Linked DNA regions of Gossypium hirsutum: region 2 is linked to region 1. A link is a contact called in public Hi-C data. All regions are on one chromosome and are shown on one strand. The core of a region is the stretch at or near the end of the contact, and the rest is flanking DNA. Distances in the headings are between cores, read along the strand shown.

Evidence for each region. A called contact is a pair of places that touch in the nucleus more often than the background predicts.
Region 2: a Hi-C map of leaf shows a contact between it and region 1, with 2.3 times the contacts expected there. The contact joins the promoter of LOC107943991 here to the promoter of LOC121212443 in region 1. A contact is called at or near these places in 5 of 34 Hi-C or Micro-C datasets (all in leaf).

The regions. Positions count from the first base shown.
Region 1 is chrA13:71,464,804-71,469,764 of Gossypium_hirsutum_v2.1, reverse strand. It overlaps LOC121212443, which reads left to right and starts at 2,781. Exons shown (of 4, transcript XM_041085129.1): 1 at 2,781-3,308; 2 at 3,447-3,641. The coding sequence starts at 3,008.
Region 2 is chrA13:71,608,943-71,613,476 of Gossypium_hirsutum_v2.1, reverse strand. It overlaps LOC107943991 (probable aldo-keto reductase 1), which reads right to left and starts at 2,035. Exons shown (of 8, transcript XM_016877805.2): 1 at 1,789-2,035; 2 at 1,209-1,376; 3 at 904-1,107; 4 at 642-814; 5 at 528-559; 6 at 464-525; 7 at 226-379; 8 at 1-46. The coding sequence starts at 1,851. It overlaps LOC107943990 (a long non-coding RNA gene), which reads left to right and starts at 2,740. Exons shown (of 5, transcript XR_001696117.2): 1 at 2,740-3,261; 2 at 3,361-3,497; 3 at 3,605-3,709.

The DNA.
Region 1 (4,961 bases), core at 1,532-4,031:
TGATTTATCCCAACCTTTTTGAACTACGTTGTTTTAGATTTTCCCCTTCCTAAACAACTAAACTGTTTTCCCATTTACCACCAATCCAATTCCAATTTCCCCCCAAAATCAAATCCCTAAAACTACCTGCCTACCCTATTCAACCAATTTTCCCCAAAATTAAATTCCGAACAGACAAACACTGGTCATTCTAGACAATAAGAATATGTTTCATGATTTTTATTATTTGAATGAGGATCGTTGATGGAAGCTGCTTAATTCTCAGCAATATCAGCTCTTGCATGCCTGAATTGTCACCTGCTACAGCCGTAAGCCACACTCCTTTCTCCACCATTTCCACTTTCTCTCTTCTTCTTTTTTCTCATTTCATTCTTTTCCCTCTATGTCATATCAAAAAGTTGTAAAAAAATATGAGACTCAAGCCAACTATGTAAGGTGTTGGCGCATACAAGGTCTATTCCAACCTTTTTTAGGTTGCCTTAAACGGGTCTATCCCAACCTTTTCTAAATGTCCACTTTAACTAGGTCTTTGCCAGCCCTTCAATAAAGATCGGCTTATGTTGAATTATGCCGGCACTTTTTCAAAAGCGTCGTGATACTTATGCCAACTGCACAAAAGACGACGTTTTTGAAAGCGTCGGGAGAAATGCCAGGATGATCTATGCCAACCTTTTTTGCATCATCTTAAGTCCAAAAAAATATCGCAGTAAACCTGTTTTGTTGTAGTGTTTGGAAAAAAAGTGTAGATTAAGGGCATAATAGCTCTTGATTGCTTCAACCAATAATTATGGCATCTGAATAACATTAAAAAAATGAAGATACTATCTACGTTTAGCATATGAGATTGTCTAATACTTCCCAAAACAATATCACATAGCAAAATTTAATATGACTTAAAGAGCAACAACCCATCAAATTAGGATCTACTTATTGTTAAACAAAAGGAGAATGAGAATGATATATTTATCCCTTTTACTTCAACTAGATTTTCATTGACTTTTTCTTTAATTGTTGGTTGGATTGGCGCTCTACTTGAGGGTTTTCATTAGAGATTTATGATTTCTTTTTTGGGGTCTGCCAAAGGTTTTCGCTATAACCAAAGCGATTTTTTTAATTTTATCTATTTTTGGCTCAAAATTTATTAACTCAAACATTTGGGTTGACCCATTCCATTTCACAAGTAGGAATTCTTTTATTTAATTCAATACTTTTTATTGTCATGTCAGCAACCAACGGTAAAATTATTTTGAGGGACTAAAATTTTAGTTTTTTGAACTTACAGGAATTATAATATTTTTAATAATATAAACACTAAAATTATCTTTTAGTATAAATTATTGTTAAGATCACTAAATTATAGTAAATTTATGTTTTGGTCATTCAACTTCAAAAGATTACAAAATAGTTACTGAATTATTCTAAAATTTTTATTTTAGCCACCAGATTGTTAAAATCATTGTATGACATTCTCTATTCACACCATCTGCACCAATCAAAAGCTCTCATTTCCCATATCTTCTACAATTAGTTTTTTTTATGAAATGACTTTGAACGTCATGAATATGCGAACTAAAATCAAAACAGTTTTATTTTCCAATCTTTGATATTGATTGTCAGATTGACTTAGATCTATGATATATTATTCTACTTGTAAATGGGTATTGATTTACCATATCAATCGTTGAATCATCACTTGAAGCTCACTAGTCAGACTTTAAAAAGAAAAAACATAACAACCTAGTGACTTAAATAAAAACGTTCAAATATTTTAGTGATTATTTTATAATTTTTTAAAGTTAAATGATTAAAGCATAAATAAACTTATTAATAATTTAGTGATTTTGTGAGGCTTACCTATTGGTGAGCATTCAATATAAGCAAGTGAAAAAAATTCGAGTTGACGAGTCTTATTTCATCATTTTAACTCGATTTGAATTTTTTTGAATCGAGTTGAATAAATTGAAATTCAAGTCGAGTCAAATCAAATGAAATTGTTCGAGCTAAATTAAAAAATTAAACATGTCAAATAAAAATCTTGTTACAGTATAACTAATTCAATGTTTTAGCATGTAAATTTGAAAACCTTTTCAAAGTAAAATAAGAAGAAAAAAAAGAAGATATTTTAGTATGATAAACTTGAATCATTAATTAACACCCCAAAATTATTATTTTAGAAAAATATTTAAAATTTTAACCTTTTTTATATATTCTTTAGATTTTCTTTAAAAATTTTATACTCTTAAAAAAATATAAATTTTTAATTTTTTGTGTTATTTTTATTAAGAGAAACTAATTTACTTATTTTTAAAATTGAAAGGTATTAGAGGGGTATCTACACCAATTAATTATTCGAGTTATTTAAATTATAAAATTCAACTCGACCAGAACTCAAAACTCAAATTATGTATTTGAATTAATTTGAAAAAATAAAATAACTCGAATAAATGAATTCTACTAATTAAAAATTTTAAATTTCTTTTTCCATTTTTCGAATTTTGCAGGAGTAAAATCCATAGATTGGTTTATTAATTTTAGGGTAATTGATTGGATACCTAAAAGATTGGACTTTATACCAACATGGGTCCAATAAAATTTTAACGCTCATAAGAAAAATCAATGCCTAAAACCGCGTAAACCCATTGACTTTGGAAGCCTCCCCTTACTTTTTTACCCTTTTCTTCCTTTGTAAATTACAATAAATAAGATTGAAAATAAATACATCAACATGTCCACTATCACTATTATATTTGCTTTATGATTTTTTTCTTTTTTTGTGTCAATGATTCTTTTATGATTTTATTTTCAATAAAAATGAATAATAAAATCCAATAAATTGAATAATAAAAGAGGGCATTGCTGATATTTTTGGCGAAGTACAAGTCCTAAACCATAATCCCAAACTCAAACTATAAAAACAAAAAGGGAAAAACCTTTCCATCAAAGAAAAACACACACACAAAACCTTGTCCGAAACTAAAACTCTCCCAAAGTCTCCTTCTGTCTTACAATGTCTGAATCAGGCTTAACGGTGCTTGACGGAACCCATCTCCGATCATTCAATCCCTCTTTACCTGAACTTAACGGCTCCGTCAGTGGAGCTCAACTCCTTGAAATCGCCGACTCCAAAGCCTCCACCTCTCTCTTTGGCCTCTCATTGCCTCAAAACCTTAAGGCTTCCGCTCTTTCTCGTGTCATCGCGGGACCCGGTGATCATGCTGACGTCACTTTCCGGCAAACAGAGCTCGAAAAAGATAAAGCATCCAAGTTTCTCTCTGATTACATCTCTGCCATTGCTGATGAGTTGAAAGGTAAAGGAGGATTAAGTCAATTTTGATTACTTAATAGTTAAGATTTAAAAAAAAAAACGAACCTTAAACTTTTTATTGATTTTTTGATCTGGGTTATTTTGATTTAAATTATTGCTTTTTTTGGGTTGATTTGCTTAGATGATCCATTAGTGGTGTCAATACTGGATGGGAATACTTTGAAGATGTTTTTGGAGGATGAAGATGATTATGCTATGTTAGCAGAGAATTTGTTTACTGATATGGATATAGAAGATAAAGGGAAGATTTGCAAGAATGAGCTGAGAAATGCACTTGTTCATATGGGTGTTGAAATGGGGATCCCTCCTTTTTCAGGTTCCTCTTCCCATTTCCAAATCATTTTTTCTTATGTTGTTTTGATGTATCAATTTGTCTTTTCAACTTTTGATATGGTGATCCTATTGAATGCACATGGTGAAACTCATTTATAGATCAATAAGGTCTTTCTTTGATCACTTCCTTGCACCCTCTTGTGTCCGACCGCATCATCCCTCATTTTAGATGGAATGTTTGACACCGTAAGTTCACCACCAGAATGAGATGCTACGTGGGAATTGGACTTCTTACACGTTATGAAGTTTTCATGCAGCAAAAACTCGAACATCGTATTCATGGATTTAACTCAGTTCATGTATACAAGAGTCATTTATGGATCAAATGAGGTCTGTGATCTCTTCCCTGTGTCCACTTGTGCCCATTACCCATCACTTTTTAACCATAAATTGAACAACATAATGACAATTGCTATGAGAAAAGGATTACTTACACATTTTGAAGTGTTTATGCAAAAAAAAAAATGGAGCTTAATGTTCATTGATTTAACTTGGTTCAAGCGCATGGGTTCTGTCCGGCATCATCATTATGACTAAAAGTTCAGACATGAAAGTCTCTTGCTGTCCTTCTCTTTCTTTCCTTTCTGAGATGTTATTGCCTTTGCAATTAGGCAAAAAATTAAATAAGAAGTGCATGTCCCGTTTCGGTGGGTGACTCTCCTAGTATTGGAATCTTATTTATGTCTATTGGGAGATAATAAGTATTTAGAATATTAATTCTTGACTTCATTCAATAATCAAAAGCTTAGATTAGATTCAATCATTTCCTTTATAATGTTGGAGTTGTCAGTCTATTGTACATTATGTATCACATTGTGTCAAATTACCGTTATTGAGTTCTCTTAATGCTCTTGCATGGGTGTGTTGTGGTATTTCACTTTGCTATGGTAGCACCAATACACTATAGAAAATCTGCATTCTAACTGGAATGTATGATTAATGATAGCATATCATTATGTAAATCCATGGCAAGCAAGCACCTTCCCCATTATCAATCTCTTTAGAAAGCCCCTTAATGAATCTTGCGTGAATGGCTTATGAATGTTTGATGTTTCCCTTTACTTTTGCCCGATTGATTAGCCTTAGCAAAACCCTGATAAAAACCATCATCCTAACTCGAATGAATGATGAATGATTGCAACTTGCTGTGTAAATCAGTGAGAAAGTACGCATTCATTCTAGAGCAGCCGGACCAACTGGCAGTAGTAGCGCATGAGAGATGCCTTTAGTCAAATAGCTTGTAAAACAAGTACTAATTAGCGGTTTTCCTGTGGGTTTGTCAGTTTCCATGCTGTAACAGATA
Region 2 (4,534 bases), core at 786-3,285, 140 kb before region 1:
CTCAACGAGTCAATATTCTGATCCAGGTTCTTAATCTTTGTTGTTCCTACGAAAATTGGAAGCAATATTCAATGCATATATGGATATGAGTATGAGAATATGATCTTCCGAATAATGGTATCATATCATATTCTAAGGGACCCTTGGTTACATCTTGTTTGGTTCCCTCATTTAACCATAAGATGATTGATAGCTAATGGAGACAATAAAAAGAAAGCCTCTCACCAGGAATCGGTACAACATCGTCCCCTTGCTGGAGAACCCATGCTAGTGCCAGTTGAGCCGGAGTGCATTGACGCTTCTTTGCCTGATCTTCGATTCGAATGTAAAAGTTCTTGTTCTTCTTCAAGTTGTCTCCTTGAAACCGGGGATGTGAAGCCTTATAATCAAAGAACAAAGTTGTCTGTCATTAGCAGAACAAGCAATCCTTAACTTGTTAAAGAAATGGAAATGAATCCAGTACCAAGAAAGTTCCTGCAGATAAACTGTCCACTACTGCTCTACCACCGAAGAATCCTCGACCAAGGGGCTATAAGGAACTATTCCAATACCAAGATCCCTGTTAGGTAAATCCATCATATACTGGAATATATACATATATATACACATCAGAATCTGGACTTTTATCTTCAAAACCTAACCTGCAAAGAGGAACAATCTCATCCTCAATATCACGAGTCCAGAGCGACCACTCCATTTGGACTGCTGTGATCGGATGAACAGCATGCGCTCTCCGTATTGTATCGGGACTGGATTCAGATAATCCGATGTATTTGATTTTTCCCTCTTCAACCAGTTTCTTAAGTTCACCCATCTGCATTTTTAACAACAATGTGGTTTTAATAAAATAAAGTAGATCAGTTCCTCAACCACATAGCATAAGGAAAGAAGAGATTTACTCACGGTTTCTTCTATAGGTACCGACGTGTCCACCCGATGCTGATAATAGAGATCGATGTAATCGACATCAAGACGCTTCAAGCTCGCCTCGCAGCACGCCCGGACATACTCGGGACTACCTTTCACAATCATACCAGTCGGTGCCATCCCTGCAATACCGAACTTGGTGGCTAGTTGAATTTTTTCTCTTGGTAATTGTTTCAAGGCCTGAAAGTGGTATAAACTTGTCTTTAGTTCGCATTTATGTAAACTACAGCTTCTTGATTATGTTATATTACATTTTATAAACAATCAGAAACAAAACTGACCTTGCCAACCAAAACTTCATTGGTATGCGCTCCATAAACATCAGCAGTGTCAAAGAAAGTGATTCCTTTAGCAAAGGCGTGATTAATGATTGATATGATTTCATCCTCAGAGAGAGGTGAGTTGTAGATTCCAGTTAAACCCATGCATCCAAAACCCAACTTGGAAACCTGTTTAAAGAAAACGAAAAAAAAAAAAAACATGTCCCAGTTCGTGTAACAACATACAGGTCTCAAAACATCTTGGTTGGACCCATGATCTGTGTCACTGTTAGTTATTAAGTTTGGGAAATTTGGTTCATTCAGTTATGGCATCCAACAGATCTAAATCGGAATACTAATATTTGCAACACCAACTACCACTTCCATCATATCATTAGAAAAAAACCTACTTTTGATTAAGCCAACGGCTTTCAAATAAAACCCATTCGATAAAAATCAGTAATTTCTCAAATCTGCATTACACGGTTTACTTATGAGTGCCAGAAAGTTGAAAACTTTGGACAAGCATTACAACATATATAAGATTGGGTTTTAATCCAACAAACTGAAATGAGAAAAATAAAAATAAAGAAAACCATACCTCAAGTCCTTGGGTGCCCAGTTTGACTGTGGGGATTTGTAACAAGCAACCTGGTTGCGCCATGTCTGAATAATCTCTGCTCCAACTTCTGTGTTCTGTTTTTGTTATTAAAAAGTGAAATTGGTTGGGAATGGAAGTAGTTGAGTTAAGAGGTAGCTGTGGGATGATTGAAACTGAAGAGAAAATGGCACTGTCTCTAACTGAACGTCAAAACGTTGTCCAATTGTAGCTTCCTACTTGGCAGTTACATTTTTTATTTTTCACTCGAAAGAAAGAAGAAAAGAAACGAAAAATCACCGTATCAGCCGAGAATCGAACCCGGGTCTGTACTATAGCAGGGACCTATTCTACCACTAGCCCACTGGTGCATCCTGTTTGCCAAGGGACTATAATCACTTTTAGATCTAGTTTCGTATTACATACTATATACTCAAATTTAGCCTTTATCATTTACATATTTTGTTCATTTGTTCATTATTATTTTTTAAAGTTAAATTTAGCCCTCAACCCTTTAATAGAGGAAAAATTAATCATTAACCTTTTAAAATGAGTCTAATTATTTTCTTTAATTAAAATACTAATTGAAAAGTTAAATTTTTAAATATGACAATTAACATGGCAATTCATATGTATTTTATGCTATTTTTTTAAATTTTTATAAACTTTATTTTTAATTTTTAAATATTTCTATAATTTTTAAATTATTTATTAATGTAATATATAAGACAAATAATATTATATCAATATGAAGTATTTGTAAATTGTTATACTAGTTATCACTCAACATCGTTAAGAAATTAATATTTTAATTTACATTTTTGTTAAAAAAGATAATTTAAATCTTTTTGTAGATAAAAATCAGATTAATAAAAATGATGTAACAGAATACTATTTACTCAGTGTACGCTCAAAGCAGTGGATATATAAGAAAATCTGAGAAAGGTAGCCGACATTGAGGTTTTATTTATATTTTGTTAAAGTGAACCCATTGTATTTGTGCTTTCAATTTAATATGATACATAATAACTTGGTTAATGTTTGGGAACTTATATTTTATTATATAGATTTAGGGTATGTTTGGTTGGCATGAATAACTAAACGGTTCCTGACTGATTCAGTGATAAGTAGGTATTCCTTAGTTTGGTTCACTGAATCCTTCATTCAACGAATTCCCATTCATCCCCCATTCCATCTTATCTCGTAAAAGCCATTCTCCACCAGAACCAAAGAATAGCAATGCAGAACCTCCACCAAATAAAATAAAAAAAGCATAACCTTCCATTCTTGTCCTTCACCACTCTCCCTCAGCAAACATTTCAAGCCACCACACCCCATCCCTATCTCCTCGTTCAAGGATGAGCTATTAATCTGTAATTTCACCAAGAAAAAGAAAATAGGGATAGGGGAGATGAGGAAATCGTTCAAGGATTCTCTCAAGGCTCTTGAAGCTAACAATCATTTCACCAATACCTTGTAATTTCTTCTTTCTTTTCCTTTCCCTATATTTCTTCTTCTTTTCCTCTTCCTTGATTTTTTGTAGATGAACATCATGATTTTTTTTTCTTTTTGTAGATAGCAAGGGATTTCAATTTCAGGTTGGGATTGTATCTATAAAGACTACAATATTTTTCTATTCGCTAATTGCTCTATCAATGCATCAGTGATTTCCCTTTGGATTTTTCTCTTGATTTGGGGTTTCTTTTGTTTTGGTAAGCTTAAATTTTCATTTTATCTTTTTTTTTGTTTGTTTTGTGTTTGTGCGTTCATGGCAATTTGTTAAAGCTTTGCTGCTAATTAACTTCCTTTTTCCTTGCAGGTGTTCTTATTTCAAAAGGTTGCAGTGTAATGTTGCTGGAAAGCCCGCAGTGGTCACTCGTGGATTGTACCCTGTTGAAACCAACTTTAATTATTGGTAAATCAAGTATGCATCTGCAATGTGTTTTTGACCTCTTGAATTTCTTGTTTAAGTAAGAGCAGCAATTAAGGTGAAGGCATAATGTGTAAATCGATTTTTTCTGCTCTAATGCATGTGGATATTCTAGACTTAGTTATAATGGTTCGGTGCTTTTAAGTTTTTTTTTTCTTCTTTTATGGAAAGAGTTAACTGGCTGTTCCATATATGAACTTGGTTCTAACCTTTTAGTCAATTGCAAAATATAAAATAAAAGGGCAGTTTGCTTGGTGATTTAGTTTCTACTGGTGTCTCTTTGATGCAAAACTGAGTCTAGTATGCTATAATTTGATCTCTCTTTGCAAGATGCAGATGCTCTACTTTATGATCAAGAGCATTTTTTTTCTCTTTGAATGTTGAAATTGATTTACTTAGATCTATAGTTTATTTCCTGGTCAAAGTTCTCTAGTTCATACAATCAGAGATTCTGTGTTTCAATGAATTTTTATGAACTGTTGACATAGCAGTAAAAGATTTCAATCCTTAAATTTAACTCTTTAAAAGATTCTTATTGAAAAATATATAAAACCTTTTAAAGACTGAGTTTTTCAGCATCTCTAATCATTAAAACAAAGAATAAGACAAAAAATAACTTTTTAAAAGAATTCTTACATTTAGAAGTGAAAGCACAGGGGCTTGTTTATATATGAAGTTCTATGTTGTTTCTGTACCATGGTCCAATGGTAATATTCAAAAGATTGAACTATCACATCTTATCTTATAAGATCTAGTGCATAGTTGATGCATATTATTATACAATCAAGCATATTATTTTGCCCTTTTAGGTGATTTGTT